Linked DNA regions of Mus musculus: all the other regions are linked to region 3. The links are chromatin contacts, called in public Hi-C and HiChIP or PLAC-seq maps. All regions are on one chromosome and are shown on one strand. The core of a region is the stretch at or near the end of the contact, and the rest is flanking DNA. Distances in the headings are between cores, read along the strand shown. Region 1 overlaps Tet2 (tet methylcytosine dioxygenase 2). Region 2 overlaps Ppa2 (pyrophosphatase (inorganic) 2). Region 3 has its middle 110 kb from the start of Tet2.

The links. A called contact is a pair of places that touch in the nucleus more often than the background predicts. HiChIP or PLAC-seq counts read pairs in DNA pulled down with a chosen protein or histone mark.
Region 1: a Hi-C map of Th1 cells shows a contact between it and region 3, with 2.7 times the contacts expected there. The contact joins two enhancer-like sites. A contact is called at or near these places in 1 of 15 datasets of contacts at CTCF or cohesin (CD8 T cells), 3 of 484 Hi-C or Micro-C datasets (Th1 cells, cranial neural crest and nephron progenitors) and 2 of 115 datasets of contacts at active chromatin or transcription factors (CD8 T cells and embryonic stem cells).
Region 2: an H3K27ac HiChIP or PLAC-seq map of regulatory T cell precursor shows a contact between it and region 3, with 2.4 times the contacts expected there. The contact joins two enhancer-like sites. A contact is called at or near these places in 2 of 484 Hi-C or Micro-C datasets (both in cortical neurons), 4 of 115 datasets of contacts at active chromatin or transcription factors (CD8 T cells, embryonic stem cells, regulatory T cell precursor and 1 more) and 1 of 9 other capture datasets (adipose tissue).

What each region holds. Positions count from the first base shown.
Region 1 is chr3:133,505,460-133,509,781 of GRCm38.p6, reverse strand. The region is part of intron 2 of Tet2 (tet methylcytosine dioxygenase 2); the gene reads left to right. Among named protein-coding and RNA genes, the nearest start is that of Tet2, 37 kb to the left of the region's middle. Within about 2 kb of position 3,066, at least 25 of the 459 cell types and tissues checked have an H3K27ac peak or open chromatin away from gene starts, as enhancers often do. A contact at or near this core is called in Th1 cells, where this site is marked.
Region 2 is chr3:133,330,566-133,334,639 of GRCm38.p6, reverse strand. The region is part of intron 5 of Ppa2 (pyrophosphatase (inorganic) 2); the gene reads right to left. Among named protein-coding and RNA genes, the nearest start is that of Ppa2, 22 kb to the right of the region's middle. Within about 2 kb of position 2,204, at least 76 of the 459 cell types and tissues checked have an H3K27ac peak or open chromatin away from gene starts, as enhancers often do. A contact at or near this core is called in CD8 T cells, regulatory T cell precursor and thymic regulatory T cells, where this site is marked.
Region 3 is chr3:133,435,315-133,439,662 of GRCm38.p6, reverse strand. No RefSeq gene overlaps it. Among named protein-coding and RNA genes, the nearest start is that of Tet2, 110 kb to the left of the region's middle. Within about 2 kb of position 2,367, at least 34 of the 459 cell types and tissues checked have an H3K27ac peak or open chromatin away from gene starts, as enhancers often do. A contact at or near this core is called in CD8 T cells, Th1 cells, regulatory T cell precursor and 1 more, where this site is marked.

The DNA of each region.
Region 1 (4,322 bases), core at 1,817-4,316, 69 kb before region 3:
TTTCAGATATTAGCCTACCAGATTGTTTTTATCAATAGGAAGATGTTGTGTATCATCTTAGATTTTAATGTTGAGATCAGGCCAATCATAGTTTTCTTGTAGAATTTCTGATCCCGTGTGAATGTCCTATTTGTATTTAAGGCTTTTGTAATTTTTGACCAATGAATATACTCTCCTTAAATCTTAGTGAGGGTTTAGATTTAAACACAGCAACTTGATATTTATTTTGAATATTTACCCAAGCGAACTGAAGATTTTTTTATCTACATAAAAACCTGCAGAAATATGTTCATGGCAGTTTTTTATGTATAAGCGTTTGATCTGCATGTACATATGTGTACCTGGAGCATGCCCAGTGTCCACAGAGGGCAGAGAGGGTGTTAGGTTCTCTATAACTTGAGCTGCAGGCTGCTGTGAGCCATATTGTAGGTGCTGGGAGTCACAGATCCTCTGCAAGAGCAACAAGCACTCCTAACCATTGAGTCATTTCTTTAGTCCCAGCTTCCCTGTCCCTCTCTTTCTCCTCCCTAATTAAAGCGCCTCTTTCTCATTTCTCTGGTTAGACCACATGGACCCTGTTATCCCCCACTCCCCTCCATACCAGCAACGGTCCCTTCTTACTTCCCTGGTTTCTGTACTTGCTCCATGATCTGTACTCACATCTGCAGGTTTGGAGATGGGGCCTAGGCAGAGAGAACACATGACAGTTGTCTCTCTGGTTATCTCAATCAACTTGACCTTCTCCAGCTCTACCCATTGCAGATTTAGGGTTTTTATGGGGCTGTTTGCTTTTGTTGTGGTCTTTTGAGGTAGTATCTCTTTTGATCTAGGCTGGGGCTGCGTATCTGAAGATGCATTTCAATTGCTGATCTTCTGGCCCTTAACTGTCTAGTGATAACATCAGGGTGAGTACAGTGCCCTTAGCTCTCTTTTGTGCTTTTGTGACTTGGAATGCCTAAATTTTATTTTGGTTCTCCTTTCTCTGAGAATAAAACTAAGTAGAATATTCCATGCACTTTAAGATGTGCCGTGCTCATCACTATTTTCAGGTACTTATTTCAAAGGCTTTTTTTTTTTTAAAATAAAGTTTCTTAGAAAAGGAAACAGAAATCTCTATATCTTTGTTAACCTAGAATAAGGCCAATTTAGTCTAAAACAAAAATTAAAGTTGATTGAGACAAAACAGGATTACAACCAGGGAAAGCAGATCCAGGCCTTCTAAATTGTGTCCAAATGCAGCCATGTTTGTAGCTCTGAACCTCAAGTGGGGACAGGAGTGTACTTACACCAATTTGGTTAGTGCTGACATACAAAATGAGCTAGCCTACTCATTTTGCCCTTCCTAAATGTTCCCCCTCCCCACATACACATATACACAGGGTCTTACTATGAAACCCTGGCTGGCCTGGAACTTACTATGAACTAACAGAGTTGCCTACCTCTGCCTCCCAGAGTAAATTCATGCACCCCCCCCCCATGCCCACTGGACACTATAATGTTCTTTTAAAAGGGAACTGGGTAAACCAGGCAGTGGTGGCACACGCCTTTAATCCCAGCACTTGGGAGGCAGAGGCAGGCTGATTTCTGAGTTTGAGGCCAGCATGGTCTACAGAGTGAGTTCCAGGACAGCCAGGGCTACACAGAGAAACCCTGTCTGGAAAACAACAACAACAACAACAATGACAACGACAAAAAGGGAACTGGGTAGCTAGCTGTGTGGTGGCACATACCTGTAATCCCAGCACAGGGGCAAATGAGTCATTTATTCATTAATATTCCCATCTGTCTGTCTGTTGTCTGTCAGTCATCATCCCCATCCTTCCCTGCTTTTGAGCCCAAGGCTCAAATTCAAAATCCTCCTTCTTCATTTTTTTAAAATTCTTTTATCTTTTTTTTTTTTACAGTCCAGACTTTATCCCCCTCCCAGTCCACCCTCTGACTATTCCTCATCCCCTACCCGCCCCATCTCCAAGAGGATGTCCTCACACCAAGTCCCACCCCACCAAGTGAGGGTTATGTGCCTCTTCTCTCACTGAGGTCAGACCAGGAAGTCCTCTGCTGTGCATGTGTTGGGAACCTCAGACCAGCTGCTTGGTTGGTGGCTGAGTGAGAGATCTCAGGGGTTCAAGTTAGTTGAAACTGCTGGTCTTCTTATGGGGTTGCCCTCCTCCTTAGCTTCTTCCAGCTTTTCCCTAACTCAACCACAGGGGTCCCCAACTTCAGACCATTGGTTGAGTGTAAATATCTGTATCTGACTCATTCAGCTCCTTCTTGGGCTTCTCAGAGGGCAGCCATGCTAGGATCCTGTTTGTAAGCACACCATAGCATCAGCAATAGTGTCAGGCCTTGGAGTCTCCCCTTGAGATGGGTCCCAATTTGGGCCTGTCACTGGACATCCTCTCCCTCAGTCTCTTCTCCATTTTTGTTCCTGCAGTTCTTTTAGACAGGAACAATTCTGCGTCAGAGTTTTTGACTGTGGGATGGCAACCCCATCCCTGTGATTTTTCTTTTTGACATTCACTTCTTTCAAAGTATATATATAAAAATTTTTTTCTTGTGTGCCTTCCTATGCAGGTGTGTCTATATGTCTGTCTCTCTGTGTCACTGTGTCTGAATCTGTGTGTCTATGTGTGTCGTGGGTGGATGTCTCTTCGTATCTTTGCATGCATGTGCTTGCACTTGAGGGCATATTTTCTACCTACAGCCATGCTGCATGCTAATTCCTTTGGCAGGGTGACACGCAAGTATATAATTCATTTATATAATGCCAAGCAAATTATTTCCAAACATGCTGTTCTACTGTTGAGTAATATATTTGTGTTCTCGTTTTGGTTGAAATTTCCTTTTCCCTTACATTCAGTGACATTATGAGATATGTCAGTTTTTAAATTTGCGTCTAGCTTGTAACTCCCCATAGCAGGCTGAGTTTATTGTCCCTAGGGTAGGTCGGAGAAACTGGACTTTCTTGAGTGTGACGACGACGGCCACCCAGCCCGAGGGAGGTGGGAGAGGCCCAGAATGTTAAGGCACCTCCCTGATCTCCACCCAGCTCATTAGCATTGATTACACTTGCAAGTTTTATAGGAGCCCGTAAAGGACAGTGTCCTCCAGCATGCCCCAGCGGAGTGTGTGTGGAAGACACTGAAGTGTGTGTGATCTCCCAAAGCAGGTAAGGGAGCTTCAAGCTCTCTCTCTCTCTCTCTTCTTTCTACACCTCTTTTCTTCCATACCTCTCTTTCCTTCTTACAGTTTCTTAATGGAAAATTGGTTTATAGAATGCCTTGTGGTTTATACAGTGCTCTTGAGTTTTGTGAGCTCTCTGAGAAATGAGTCAAACCCAAGGAAATTGTGGCCTATTGGTCAGAAGCATAGTAAGGCTTTCAACTGGCATCTAATAGGGGACTGTCTTAGGCCTGGGCTCTTCCCCTGGCACCAGATGTTCTACCCGGGTATAGAAGCTATGGGAATTAAATGGTGTGGTGTTTTCCTGTAATCAAGGCACTTGGAAGACTAAAGCAGGTTAGTTTTGACCATAGAAGTTCTAGGCCAGTCAGGTCTACACTGCTCTCTATACCACTGCTGCCAGTCTGCATCCTAGTTGCAGTCATGCTAGGTCCCTTTTTGTGAGTGCTCCATAGCCTCAGTAACAGTCAGGCCTTGGGACCACCCCTTGAGTTGGACCCTACTTTGGGCCTGTCGCTGGACCTTCTTTTCCTCTGGCTCCTCTCCATTTCCATCCCTGCAGTTCTTTCAGACAGGAACAATTATGGGTCAGAGTTTTGACTGGGATGGCAACCCCATCCCTCACTCAATGACCTGTCTTTCTGCTGGAGGTGGGCTCCATAAGTTCCCTCTCCCTACTGTTGGACATTTGATCTAAGGTCCTTCCCTTTGAGTCCTGAGAGTCTCTCACTTCCCAGGTCTCTGGTATATTCTGGAAGGTCTATCCCCCCCCAACCTCTGTTGCCTGTTTCCATTCTTTCTGCTGGCCCTCAGGTCTTTGGTCCTTTCCCCCCTCCCAATACCAAATCATACCCCCCACTCCCGTTTCCTGTCTACTTTCCCTCCCAAGTCACTCTCTCTCTCCTTCCTTTCCTCCCCCATTGTGATTTCTTTCTTCTCCCTCCCAGGTGGACTGAGGTGTCCTCACTTGGGCATTTCAGCTTGTTGACCTTTTTGAGTTCTGTGGACTGTATCTTGGGTATTCTGTACTTTTTGGTTTTGGCTAATATCTACTTATTAGCGAGTACATACCATGCATGTCCTTTTGGGTCTGAGTTACCTCACTCAGGATGATGTTTTCTAGTTCCATCCATTTGCCT
Region 2 (4,074 bases), core at 955-3,454, 100 kb after region 3:
CAAATCATAGTCAGTTATAATGTGGTGGATATTTAGAGAAATGGGGAGTAACACACAGGAGTAGTCATAACAGTTCAAGGGTCAGGGTGAAAAGATTTACAGGAGACTTGAGAGACATCACAAAGACTTGGCCCAGAGCAAACATTCCAGCCAGTGACCTGTGTGCACATTGGAAAGGCGTAGTCCAGAAATAAGGCCGTGGGGATGAAAACGGAAAAGGGAGTCAGCTGGAGGGTGGGCAGGGGAATGAGGAAGAGGGAAGAAAAGGCAGAAGGTGCAGAGGAGCGATGAAACGGCATCCTAAAGGGGCCAGTATTTGGCTCTCATTCTAAAAGCTGTCTGAGCAATAATCATACAAAAATTACATGGGATTGTGCCTTGCCATGAGCAGTCTCTGTAATTTCAGGTCTAAAAACTGTTCCATTCAGTGATGCTTATGTGGGAGAGAACCTGACATCTTTAGTGAAGCTGCACATGGATGTGGGTGCTCAGGCTGAGGTCAGTCTGGGTTTAGAAGATAGTATGGAAGCAAGGACAGACGTGCTCGCTTCTCTCCTTCACGTCCAGCCCCCTCTTAGCTCACTGTGTACTCGCTCATACCCCTCCCGGGCACTGCGTACCACTACGGTGCCTCGCCTCTGAATGCCTGCCCTACCTCCTCCCTTGTTTCTCTGAGGTCTTTTTTCAGACAATGCCAAGTCATGGGATCTTCTTGCTGTCTGAATGGAAACACCCCTGACACCCCCACAGCCCAATCCCCTGCTCTACTCTTCTCTTACATTCTTTCTTCAAGATTAATGTTGTTTATTTATGTGTAGGAGTGTTTAGTCTACACATATGTAAGTGTGGCTGGTGTCCCAGGAGATCATAAGAGGGGTCTGGACCCCCTGAGACTTGGGAGTTACAGATGGTTGTGAGTCACCGTGTGGTTGCTGAGAATTGACTCTGAGTCTCCTGGAAGCAGCCAGTGTTCTGAACCGCTGAGCCATCTCTCCAGCACCTTCTTTCATATTTTTCCCATCTGCCATTTCACTCTGTTGACTGTCTGACTTTTCGTGTGGATTAAAAATTCCCAAAGAATTTCATGACTTTGATCTTGGCTTCTCATCCGGTAGGAACGCTCTGGCAAGTATGAAGCCCCAGGGAGTGTGTGCTGAATGAAGAGGTACTGTGGAGGCCTGGAGATTACAACGCTGGGCAGTCTCCGGGAGAAGAAGTAGAGAAAAGGGGGAGTCTTCCAGTGAGCCATGGGGAGAGTCAGTTTTCTGGCTGGTTTTGTGTCAACTTGACACAGGCTAGGGTTATCACAGAGAAAGGAGCTTCAGTTGAGGAAATGCCTCCATGAGATCCAGCTGTAAGGCATTTTCTCAATTAGTGATCAAGGGGGAAAGGCCCCTTGTGGGTGGGGCCATCTCTGGGCTGGTAGTCTTGGGTTCTATAAGAAAGCAGGCTGAGTAAGCCAGGGGAAGCAAGCCAGTAAAGAACATCCCTCCATGGCCTCTGCATCAGCTCCTGTTTTATGACCTGCTTGAGTTCCAGTCCTGACTTCCTTTAGTGATGAACAGCAGTATGGAAGTGTAAGCCGAATAAACCCTTTCCTCCCCTACTGCTTCTTGGTCACGATGTTTGTGCAGGAATAGAAACCCTGACTACGGGACAGTCAGGTAGGGCAAGGGACAGGTTAAGAGTTTCAGACTTTATCCTCTTACCAATAAGAAACCAGAGAAAGGTTCTCGCATGGAAAAACATCACCAGACCTTTCTGCTGTAGAGATGGTCTCTCTGTGTAGTCTTGGCTGTCCTAGAGCTCTCTATGTAGACCAGGCTGCCCTCAAACTTACAGAGAACTACCTGCCTAGGCCTCCCAAGCGCTGGGATTAAAGGTGTGTGCCACCACGCCTGGCCAGATCTTTATTTTTGAGACATTATTTTGGATGTAGGATGAAGCATGAAACTTAGTTAATGCACAGCATACAGAAAATTAAGAGACAGGTCCAGTTCAGCTTAGTTGAATCAGGAAAGGGCAACTGTACGTCACAGAATCAAAGCAGGGCAGATAAGAACACCCTGAAAATTCAGACACACCCAGAGCAGTATAAAAAAAAAAAAGAAAGAAAAAGAAAAAGAGGCACCTGGTCTTTAAATAGAAAACCACAGAAAGATCCTCCTTTCGTTTTCAGTCATGATCTGGCACCCCTTCCTGTCTCACTAGTAGATCTGCGTTTTGTTAGTTTGCTAAACTTTTTGAGGGGCGGGATAGGGCTGAGACCAGGTCTTGGTATAAATAACCTAGGCCAGCTTCCAACTGGCAGTAACCCTCTTGCCTCAGCCTCCCAGGCGCTGGAATGACAGGGACAGGGCTGCCACACCCAGCTTTGCCTTATTATTTTCTGAATGAAATAAAATGACAGAATCAGTAAGCTAGTGAGTGGCACTCGTCACGCTACATTGTAACCACTGACTTAGTGGTCAATGGCTCTAATCAAACTGTAAATAACTTTGGAAAAGGAAGAAATGATACAAAGCCAGAGGTTCTCAACCTGTGGATTTCGACCCCCACAGGTGTCACATATCAGATGTCCTGCATAACAGATATTTACATTACAATTCCAAATAGTAGCAAACTTACAGTCATGATGTAGCAATGACCACAACATTAGGAACTGTATTAAAGGGTCGCAGCATTAGGAAGAAACTTCTATACTGAGCACTAATCCTCCAGACAGAAAAATTGCTAGTGGTCATGGAACGCTGTCCATCACACATGTCTAATGAAACAGTCTTGCGTGTACCTCAGCACAGCCACGGGGGGTAGATATTCACGGTCTCCACTTTACAGGTGGAGCATCTTGTTCAAGGTCACACTGCTGGCTGTGGTGTGACAGCCAGGCTCTCGAGCTCACTGCTCAGTCATCCATCACTCTGCTGAACCTCGTGCCTGACTCTCATCTGTGCACATCCGTGTCCTAGCACATCACCCCTAGGAAGCAGCTCAGCGATGGATATTAGCTTATTCCTGAACTGCTCAGCTTTGCCTATCTCTGTTTTTGCTGCTCATCAGTAGCTTCTCTGCCCCCCTCCCCCCCTTTCAGCCATGTGGTCTCCTCTCCTACAATCCCCTAAGCTGTTTTCAACCTCTCGCCCTTCGGTCCAAGAGAACCATCTACTTAGAAACCCAAGAAGTCGAGGCGGGTGCCCTCATGGCTTGAACACTCTCATTTCTAATCACCATTTCCAGAGTGCCAGTTTTACCCAAGCCTGCATCCACGCGGGTGGTCTGGCTGCATCAAAGGGAGGCTGGCTCTCTGGAGAACAATGTTGCTCTTCCTTTTCTCAGGACTGTTTATCCTAACCCGGCATCTGTTTTTCTCAGCTGTCCCTACTTCCTCCAGGGTCCCCCACGTACATTTTCATGTAATTAAAAATTAATACATAGAAATACAAACATTACATTTCTACACAGCTGATGACAGAGTGGAGTTTATAACAAGAAAAAAAAACAAAACAAAAAAACGCGTTTTTTAGGTCTTTGTAACCCAGAGTTTGGCTCCGACATGTAGAGATTCACTCAGTACACAATCAGGAAGAATTGCTACTTCAGAGAGTGAAGAACTTGACAGATAGGTAGGAAGGGCCAGAAATGGCGGCGTAGCTCTACAGAGGCAGAACAAGGCCCTGGCATACGCTGGCTTCCACCTCATGGCCTTCCAGTCAGAACTCTGGACTTACAACCCTGAGCTCCAGCCGTAACTTAACGCAATTTTTAGGTTTATTACAAATAAAACCCATCTTGTCATAGAGAAATGTATAAAAAGCACACTTAAAGGTTAGATAGAGACTTGCTGAAAATTCTTCATTGACATCAGCTAAGCCCACAAAGAGGGATGCATTCAAATGTCAGCTGTCAATCTTCTAAGCCTGTCTCCAAGAACTCGCGTAGTGATGATCTGTGTGGTTTGAAGTAAAGTTTACTGGGACAAGTAAATGCCACATTAAGAAAAAATTAAATCCATAAATCCCTGAAACTGGTATGTGCTAGGAGCGAAGTTCAATTCAGGGAGTTCCCAGCACTCAC
Region 3 (4,348 bases), core at 1,118-3,617:
AAAAAAAAAAAAAACAAAAAACAATAAAAACCAACTCTACATGGCCAAGCAAATGTAGCCCTTTCAGAACCAGATGAACCAGATGGGATGGCACACACCTGTTACCCCAGCACTCTAGGGGCAGAGGCAGGAAGACCATAAATTTGAAGCTACCTCAGGCTAGAAAGCAAGGCCCTCTTAAAAACTGATGCTGCATTTTCTTGGTAATGATCCAAACGTTTTGACCTTCAGTGTCAACTCTACCAAGCATCTACAGCATGCCTGGCTTTGCAACAGAAGACAAATAGGCGGGAAGTAAGGTTGGTGGAGTCTCAGCTCTACAGACTTCCTTCTGGAGCAGCCGCAGTTATAAATCTTCATAGTGGAGTGGCGTTCATGTGATTTGAGATGGTTCATGACAGCCACTGCTGACCTTTCCAGGTCAAGGCATAGGTCTTTTCAAAGGCTGCACTTTCGTCTCCCGGGTAGGTTGTAATATTACTGCATTCCAGCAACTTCTCAACCTAGAGCAAAAACTTCACTCAGCATTACATTATTATTTATAGAGGATTTGCTGTGGGTCAAACACTGATATAGGTGGGAGCTTTTCATATTTAAATTTCTGGATCTTCTCTAACTACAAGTAAGAATTATTATTATTATTATTTATTATTATCTCCAATATATAGTTGAGAAAACTAGGGTATGGAATTTAAATAACTTTAAGATTAAGATCTGAAGATCAAAGCACTGAAAACAAATGATTTCAAAGCCTGGCAGGAATCAAGGGAGTTAGGAGTTTCTTTTTCTTTTTTTTTTGAGAGAAGACTCTGACTGACCCATCGGAGCCCAGAAAGTCAGTTTCTGTTCAGCTGCTATGCTCTCCGGTCAGTCAGCTGGACAAGCCGAAAGGCTTAAAAGTCACTCATGAGGCAAAAGAGTTTCAAGGAAGCTCTCCTCCTGGAGTCTAGCATTCTCTACCCATACATTAATTTTTCATTCCCGCGTTCCATTACCATGTTAGTCTAGTGTATGGATCCACGTGCTCTCTTTCAGTATTTTCCTATTATAAGTGCTTTTTAAAATTGAATTCTGACATGGCTAAAGCCTTCCGCCAGTGTTCCAACAGTCCTAGAATGTCCTTGACCAAGATCAAGGGCTTGGAATTCAGTAAGATTGTAAAAGCTAAGTCACTCCCTTACACAGGAATTTACCCTCACTAAGGAAGAAGGAAGTTTCAGACCAAAGGAGAAATCAGAATAGATACTTAGAACTATAGCAGAGTTACACCCATACACATGTATTTACAATGGCCTAAGGGGAAGGTGGACTATACAAGAGACTAAAATAGGAACTATGGCAAGGGCGCGAAGCCCTTGACCCTGGCTTCTAAGATTAGTGAATCTTAGGTGGAGCCCTTGTTGATCCCAGCTGTTATCAATGTATTCTATCCCAGGTGGTTCCCATTAGACCTTTTGTGTTTGCATTCCTCTGTTTTATGTAACATTCCCGTTACCTCAATTGTACCTTGCAAATATGAATATGTCACCCAACTTCCTTATTGTCCTCTGCATAAAAAGTCTGAAGCTCAATTCGAAAATTACACTCAGATTCCACACAACCTCTCCTGTGTGTGTCTGTTTGTCATTCATCCACACTTTGCCCACCTGCGTCGAGAGACCCATTCCACGCAGACACAGGGACCCAGAGGGTCTACAGCATTCAGCTGGTTTTTATTTCTTTCTTGGTCTCAAGACTGAACCTCAGCATCTCTCACATACTGAGCTGAAGCTCCACCACTGAGCTACGTCCCCAGCCGTCAGCTGTCCAATACCTACAGTGTGTTCTGGGTGGACCTGGGCAAATTCACCTCACCTAGAACCATCATCATGGTCCTGTGGGTCGTGTCCCGGCTACATACATGAACCAGATAATATTTACCACCCACTATTCATTTCTCTGTCCCCTGGCAAAAGGGATTTGGGTCAGTGAGAAAAATCTTAGTAAGAAAAAAGGCCCCAAACAGAATTCGCAAGGGGGTGGTTCTGTCTTTAGTGGTGTAGTCACTAATAAATCGACCTTGTTTACTAAAATAACCCCTCACTCATGCTCAAGAAGGTAACTTTTATTAAAATCAGTGTTGCACACACAAAAGGAAGACATGACAGTAGGAAAGGACTTGGTAAGAAGGAGGGTGTTAATGGGAGAGAGTAGGGGATGAGAGAGAGAAATGTTGCTTATATAAATAAAAACTGTCCAATTTTTAAAAAGTGTTTTTAAAGGAACGAGCATGCATTTTGAGCATGTATCACATGTGCCTCTAAGACCCTGTGTTTCTCTGACTCTGAAAAGCATCAGTGGAGAACACTGCACCATGATGCTACAGATGACAGAGTGCTGGCCGCAAGCACTGAGCAGCAGCTGATGTCACAGGGCTTCTTACCCATAGTTCGGTTCATGACAGCATCGAATCACCTGCTTTCTCGGCAACCATTCATTACTAGAATTCAAGAAAAGGGGAAACCCCAGGGCTACCCAGAATGAAGGGGCAGAGAGAAACTGCTTGCAGGATGAGCTTCAGATTGTTCAGAGAAAAGGGGGTTGTTCAACTGTTCTGAGTCACTGTTAGCCAAATGGAACAGAAAAAAAAATGACGCAATAGAACATGGTTGATCCTAGAAATGGGTCCATTGCTAGGAGGGCAAGGGGGAAGCCCTGGGCCAGGAAACAGAAGAGTAGAAGCACTTTTGTCTACGATGATCTTCTGGCTACTCAAATATCACCAGCATTCTCATGGGGCTGGAGGCAGGATGGCAGGTTTCCTTCTGCCTTTAAGTTTCAAGAGGTTCAATCTAGACTTAGAGTCATCCCTCTGGTCCAGTGTGCCCGGACCTACATTGGAAAAGCAGGCAGAGAGAGGACACACAGGACAAGTTCCTTCCCAATGAAGAAATGTTTAACTTCCTGGCTTCCCCAGGGCAAAGGCAGCATTTCTAGTTCCCTCTCTCCTCTGTTCGCCTTTGTGCTTGCTTCACTGTTCAAAGATGTTTCTACATCTGGTTGTGGCCAAATTGTTGGGTAAATCATCTCTTTAGGTCAGAAGTTTTTTAGGTCAACCTGTGGGTCTCAACCCTTTTTGGGGGTTACATAACAGATATCCTGTATAACAGATATTTACATTATGATTCATAACAGTAGCAATATTATGGCTATGAAGTAGCAGTGGAAAAATTTTATGATTGGGAGTCAGTATAGCATGAGGAACTGTGTTAAATGGTTGTAGCATTGGGAAGGTTAAAAACACCTGAAGTTTAGGCGTTGTTTAGTGTTTGAGTCCAGCGGAGAATACTTTTGAACCCTGCTACAGGAAACAAGAGCCTTTCTCTGAGGATGCTGACAGCTTGGCAGACAGGCAGACCTGCTTGAAACTGGCTCTTCCAGGCCCTCACTTGAACAACTCTTAACCCTAATGTTCTGCCTGAGGTGGAAAATACAATAATAAAGACATGCTTACAGATTTTAATTAGCAAGATTGAATGACATGACAAATGAGAATGAAGTTCTTATTTTAGATAGATATTTCATTTCCAATGACAAGCAAAACCCCCTATGTCTTCTTGACCCTGCCCCCACCACCAAAGAAGAACCAAAAGCAAACCAAGGTTTTAGTAGTCTAGATGAAAGCAACTCACAGTGTGAAATTCTTGAGTTCTCATTTTTATATTTTTCCATACTAGGAAAATAATTTGTAATGAGGGAAAGAGGAAGAGGTGGATGGAAACACACATTGATCTGAACACTGCTCGACTGGATTCCTAACCACCTGGAACATTTCAGTTTTGTTAGAAGGAGGTTGTTCTATAGCACAGTCCAGCCTCAAGGTCACTGTGTAGCCTGAATTGACCTTGGACCACTGATGATCCTCTTGCCTTGGCCCCTAAGTTCAGAAATAACAGACATGAGCCACCATGTCCAATTTCCTATAACATTCAGCAATGACCTCAGAGACACCACATCTTCTCCTCTTGGCATGTCACCTAGATAAGTCCAACAGAGAAAGGCACAGACATTTTCAACTTATTTGTGTGGGGACATTTGTGCCTGCCTTCAGGGTAAGGATGCTCTTCCAGATCCAGGGGCCAACTTTACCTATAAAACAGAGGCTTACAGACCCCTGGAGTTCTCTTCTCTGTTGAGCTGGGACATGGGTTAATGGCAATGGCACCTGCCTGATTTGATTTCCCCAGATCCGACTCCCAGTCTACGAACAATTTAGTAGTTTGTTTCATGGTGCGAAGTGGAAACTTCTCTGCGTGGCAGGTCATGGCCCATGAAGGTCTATGTTTGTCCGGGAAACACTTGCTGAACA